Linked DNA regions of Sus scrofa: region 1 is linked to region 2. The links are chromatin contacts, called in public targeted proximity ligation maps. All regions are on one chromosome and are shown on one strand. The core of a region is the stretch at or near the end of the contact, and the rest is flanking DNA. Distances in the headings are between cores, read along the strand shown. Region 1 holds the start of POM121C (nuclear envelope pore membrane protein POM 121C). Region 2 overlaps HIP1 (huntingtin-interacting protein 1).

The links.
Region 1: a contact with region 2 is called in a targeted proximity ligation map of alveolar macrophages. A contact is called at or near these places in 1 of 5 promoter capture datasets (fetal skeletal muscle), 3 of 47 Hi-C or Micro-C datasets (adipose tissue, embryonic fibroblasts and epiblast stem cells) and 2 of 2 datasets of targeted methods (alveolar macrophages and skeletal muscle).

What each region holds. Positions count from the first base shown.
Region 1 is chr3:10,607,532-10,610,371 of Sscrofa11.1, reverse strand. POM121C (nuclear envelope pore membrane protein POM 121C) reads right to left here and starts at 1,297. Exons shown (of 14, transcript XM_003124420.5): 1 at 1-1,297. The coding sequence starts at 444.
Region 2 is chr3:10,495,098-10,497,797 of Sscrofa11.1, reverse strand. The region is part of intron 1 of HIP1 (huntingtin-interacting protein 1); the gene reads right to left. Among named protein-coding and RNA genes, the nearest start is that of HIP1, 80 kb to the right of the region's middle.

The sequences.
Region 1 (2,840 bases), core at 48-2,547, 110 kb before region 2:
CCGCACGTCCCTGGCCTCCGGGGTGGAGGCGGGCTGCGGGGGGCCGGGCTTGCCCAGGTAACTGCCCATGAGGAGCAGTTCAGCGGGGTCAGGTCCTTCGAGTAAGCTCCGCGGCTCTAGAAGATTTCCGTTTACTGCCGACTTGGCCGGGGGCGAGGCGAGCAGTGTTCGCTGACGGCGCGCGTTCCGAACGAGCGAGGAGAAGGCGCGCGAACTTCGGGGCTCGCGGCTCAGTCCCCACCAGGCCGCGGTAGCCCCCACAGCTAGCCAGGCCAGCGCAGCCGCCGCCGGCACCAGGTACAGCACGAGGCCGAGCAGCGACAGGCCGAGCAGTGCCGCCCCTGCCGGCCCTCCGCAGCCCCAGCCCCGGGCCCGACCGTCCCTGACACTCGCTATCAGCCGCCGCCGGTCGCCTCTTCCAGCCGCCGCAGCTGCCGGAGACATCGCGGCTCCGCGCCGCGGAGAAGACTTAAATATCCCAGCGTGCACCGCGCCGCGCGCCGCGTCACCGCGCGCCGCTTGCGTCACTTCGCACGCGACTTGTAAGAGCAACCGCGAGGGGCAACGCTTCTGCCTGGCAACGCGCTAGACCCGACCAATTTCAGAAAATGCTGCCTCGCTGAAACGCCGAGTTCTGATTCTTGAGGCTTCCCGCGTGACCACACGCACAGCACTCATCAAGAGGTGAGCCTGTTGGAAGAGTCACAAAAGCGACTGCTCACCTAATGTTTTCTAGCGGGCTCAACACCCTCTAGGAGATTGTTTTCAGGCACTTTTCACAATTGCTACCTGAGGTTGCGAGTTTTTTCAGTTACTCTGTTTTCTGCCTTCGGCAGAAACTGCTAAAAGGAGTTGACTTCAGCAACAATAAAAAGCAAGACCAACCCAAACTAACCACCCTTGTTAATATGGATCTCGTACTATAAACTCCCGATCAGACAGCCTAAGAGTCTAGTAAACTGCAGATCAGACCTGAAGCTGCAATATGTTTGTGTTTCTGCAATATACATCTCTAAAGGGGGACAATGATCTACGAAATTTCACACTGTGGTCCAGAATCGGGTAGATTTTTGGGATTTGTGATTAATTTACCTGTGTTAAGTTTGGTAGCCTGAGAGAGTAGGTTAGTGGTTGTCTAGGGCTGGGGAGTGTGTTCGGGGTTGGGGGATGGATAGTATCTGCTAAAGGATAGTTTCCTTTGGAGGGAGGGGTACAAAAATGTTTTAAATTAGATTATGGTGATTGTTGTATAACCCTGTGAATTGTATGGTTTTTGAATTATATCTTAATAAAACTTTCTTTAAAAAAGTTGGGGAGGGAGTTCCCGTCGTGGCGCAGTGGTTGATGAATCCGACTAGGAACCATGAGGTTGGAGGTTTGATCCCTGGCCTTGCTCAGTGGGTTGGGGATCCCGTGTTGGCATGAGCTGTGGTATAGGTCACAGACATGGCTCGTATCTGGCGTTGCTGTGGCTGTGGTGTAGGCCAGCAGCTACAGCTCCAATTAGACCCCTAGCCTAGGAACCTCCATATGCCATGGGTGCAGCCCTAGAAAAGACAAAAAAAAAAAGGGTTAAGGATCCGGGTTGTCATAAGTTATAGGTCACAGACCTGGCTCAGATCCCGTGGTGCTGTGGCTGTGGTGTAGGCCTAGCTGTAGCTCTGATTTGAACCCTAGCCTGGGAACTTCTATATTTAGGGTGTGGCCGTAAAAGACAAAAAAATAATAATAAAAAGTTCGGTGGTCTGCCAATTCAGGCTTTGGCCTAGCTCAGCTTCCTCAGCTATTCATTCATTCATTTCTTCATACTATTACTGATATACATTACAGAGATTAATGGGGGGGCAGAACACTGGGTCTCTGATCTCTAGATAACCTCAGTTTAGTAGGGAAGAAAGATATGTAAATAGAAAGTTGTAACAGTGGGATAACAGGCACAAAGAGGGAAGGAATAACGGGGAAGATAGGCTGGGAGGGGTTACTTGAGCTGAGAAAAGTGGCTTACAGGTTCAAGGTAGATGAAAGCATTTTTCAGAAGCACAGAGATGGAAAGTATGACACAGGAGTCTGCAAACAGTTCATTATAGCTGAGATTAGGGTTTTGGTGGCAATAGGGAGATGGGAAAGATAGGAAGGGCTAAGTAAAGATGCCTCTGGGGCAACTGGGAGAGACAAGTGAGCAGTTCTTTTCCTCCCCAACCCATTCCCAGGGCAATGATGCTTCTATTTGTTGAATATTCTGTGATTCCATTCAAAACCTCATTCGAAAAGGAAAGGGTTTGGGCTGTGTTACTTAAGGGAAAAAAAAAATCTCATCAGTATTGGTATCAGTGGAATAGTGGAACAAAAGCCAAGCTACAATGGGTTAAACAGTGATTAGAAGATGAGTAGATGGAGGCAATGGCTGCAAACTTCCCATCAACAAAATTCAATAATAAGAGAAGATGAAAGATAATATCTTTCTCAGCAGGATCCTTTAAATTATCACATGTTACTGTTCAGGAGAGGAGTTAGAAGTAAACCATCAGTGTACAGATGCTACAAGACTAAGTAATATTTCTTGGCAGTTAATTAAAGAGATCCAAGGCCTGAGCCCTGGGGCACCTCAACATTCAGAGGGCAAAGATAGAGACACACAAAAAGCACAAATCATTTAGTAAAATACAGATAAATATGACTACATTGAAATTTCACACTTCTGTTTGGGAAAAGACAATACAGGCTGCTAAAAGACAAGCCAAGACTGGGAAAATAAGATTCTAACTTAGAACCAAAAAAGGATTAGTAACTAGGATTTCTTAGGAACTCCTAAGAATTAGTGACAAATGATCCCAAATGTT
Region 2 (2,700 bases), core at 113-2,612:
GCACCACAAGGGGAACTCCCCTTATATTTCAATTTAAAAAACAGAAAAACAAACAACAACAACAAAAAAACAACCATGCAAAACTCGCTCCTGGGTTCTCACCCCTTCCTCCCTCAGCCACCCACCAGCCTTTTGGATTTCAATTTCCTTATCTAAACACAGACTCTATTCTCCATCTCAATTAGCTTCCTGTTGTAGTAGATCCCAGTTTCATTTGCAGGCCTTTTTCCAGGTGAAACCAAGCAGGACCCGGTGGGGCTCCTGGGCACAAGCTTTTTTTCTGTGTCCCCCACATCGTGTTTTTAGGGAATGAGCTTCGGCCTCCTTGACCTTCCCTGAGTTCCAAAGGGCAGGTTCAAACAGTTGCTGAAGGGAGGAACCAGAAACCACGGGGCGCAGTGCAGCTTTGGGGCAGGGTCCTGGTTCCTCCTTAAGGAATATGCATAATACCTTTGAGTGCTTCTGCAGAACCTAAAACCCCCAACAAAAGAAAACCTCAAGGAGGGCCTCCAGACCCAGTCCCGGGGCCACTAAACACCAACTCTGAAGAAGAATCAAAGCTTGCATCTGCCCTGATCCTTATCTGGGGCCCTATTTTCTGCCTCCTCAACTATAAAACCACTTTCTATTGCTTCCCAAAGGCGGGCACAGTCTTCAGGACATTAGCCTGCTGTGCCCTCCTTTGCCTGGCAAAGCAATGAAGCTATTTTTGTTTCTCCTTCACCCAAAACCCTGTTTCTGTGTTTCTCTTAGCACTGGTACACAAAGGCCGAGTTTTGGCAACCCATGTAACCCTTACAGTAACAGCCTATGGTAGCACCGCAGCTGCTAAGTCCATTGACTGGATGCGGAAACTGAGATACAAGAATGGTTAAGTGACTTATCCGGCTGGTCGTGATGCCTGATGACCTGGCTGGTAAACAGCAGAGGAACCAAGATCTCACTCCAAGTTTAGACCCACCCATGCCAGCTCCAACGCTCCAGGCCTGGGAAGGATCATTCTGACTCATTTCCCCTGAGAACACACAGGTCAATGTCAGGCCCCAGCTTCCAGGAACTGAAGTCCTTACTAACATGCAACCAAAGTCTAGGCTGCACTGATCTCAGGTCAGAGCCAAAGACAGGAGAGTGGAATGAGCAGGGCAGGACCCGGTTACCCTCGGTGTGGGGGATGTGGGGGGCATGGAATGCCCCAGCTGGCAGGCAGAAACTCTGATGGCTATTTCCAGCCCCGGACCCAGGGATTAATAATGAGCTGGGGTGGATTTGCTAAACAGTTTTCTAAAGTGGAGAGAGGGGTGGTTGCTAATTCTGGAGGTGGATTTCATCACCAGCTCCCAGGCTGTGATGTGACTTCCTCAGAAAGCAGAGCAGCCAGGAAATCTCACTTCTGTTTCCTGCGGGGTGACGGACAGCCCTTCCTCAGGGGAAGAGCCCAAGGTTCAAGAGACGTGTAGGGGTGTGGAGGGGGACACCCAAAAGGCCCAGGCAGGGTGAACCCCCACCGGGCACCCAGCCTGACCTCCTGCTGGTTTCTGGCTACCAGCTCCTGGTGGTCACGACCTCACTTTCTAAAGGACAGCTCCAACCTTGCCACACATGTCCAGGGGCTCATGGCTGTACCCCAAGCTTCAAGCCACCTTTGTAACCTAGACTACTCCCCCTCCCACAACCATCTCTGTTTAAGCCCTGCCTTTCTGCATTCAGTAAATTCATTCACCAAACAAATACTGAGCAGCCACGTCAAGTGCTGTAAGTTAACTTCCAGATGGGTAAGACCTAAGTCCTGGCTTCAAAGGGCACAATCGGGAGTTCCCATCATGGCTCAGCGGAAACGAATCTGACTGGTATCCATGAGGACGCAGGTTTGATCCCTGGCCTTTCTCGGTAGGTTAAGGATCTGGTGCTGCCGTGAAGCTGTGGTGGAGGTTGCAGACGCAGCTTGGATCTGCATTGCTGTGGCTGTGCCGTAGGCTGGCAGCTGTAGCTCTGATTCAACCCTAGCCTCAAAAGACAAAAAACAACCCCCTCCCCCAAAATAACAAAGGGCACCATCTAGGTGGGGGGAAAGATGTCAGCACTGCCACACCGCCAGGGAGAGGAAGGGCTGGTGGGTGGCTGCAGGGAGGCCGGGGGTGAGGATGTGACTAGGCTGAGGGTTCAGAGATGACCACCCTTCCCTGGACCCCGGGAGTCGGCCTGGAGAAGGGGCCTGCAGGGCCGTCCTGAGGAGAGACCAGCCCCAGGCACGGATGTGGGCCAGTGCCCAATGGCAGTGCTGCTGCAGAGCTGAAAAGGCATAGGGGAGGCTGGGAGCAAAGAGCCCAGGTTACAATGAAAGGGAAATGGAAGCGAGAACCGCCGTCCAAGCAACTTCCCCACAAGCACCACTCAGCTCAAAACCCATCAATAAGAAAAATTCTGAAAAGCCCAAATCTTAAAGCCCGAGTTATCAGAGGGTCAGGCAGTGACTGAGTAGACATCTTGATGAGTGTACAAGGCTCTCACCTCGACAGTGGAAAATGGATACAGCTTAATGTCTCTTAGTGGGTGAGTAACAGCGACGAAAACTTTCATCGGGCTCTACTCATCTGGAAATAGGAATTGCTAACAGCTGGTGAATGTGTGCCATGCGCCAGCCCTTGGTCTAGGCCTCCAACATACCTACTAATGCCTCTGCCTCCCCACAGCCCGTTATGG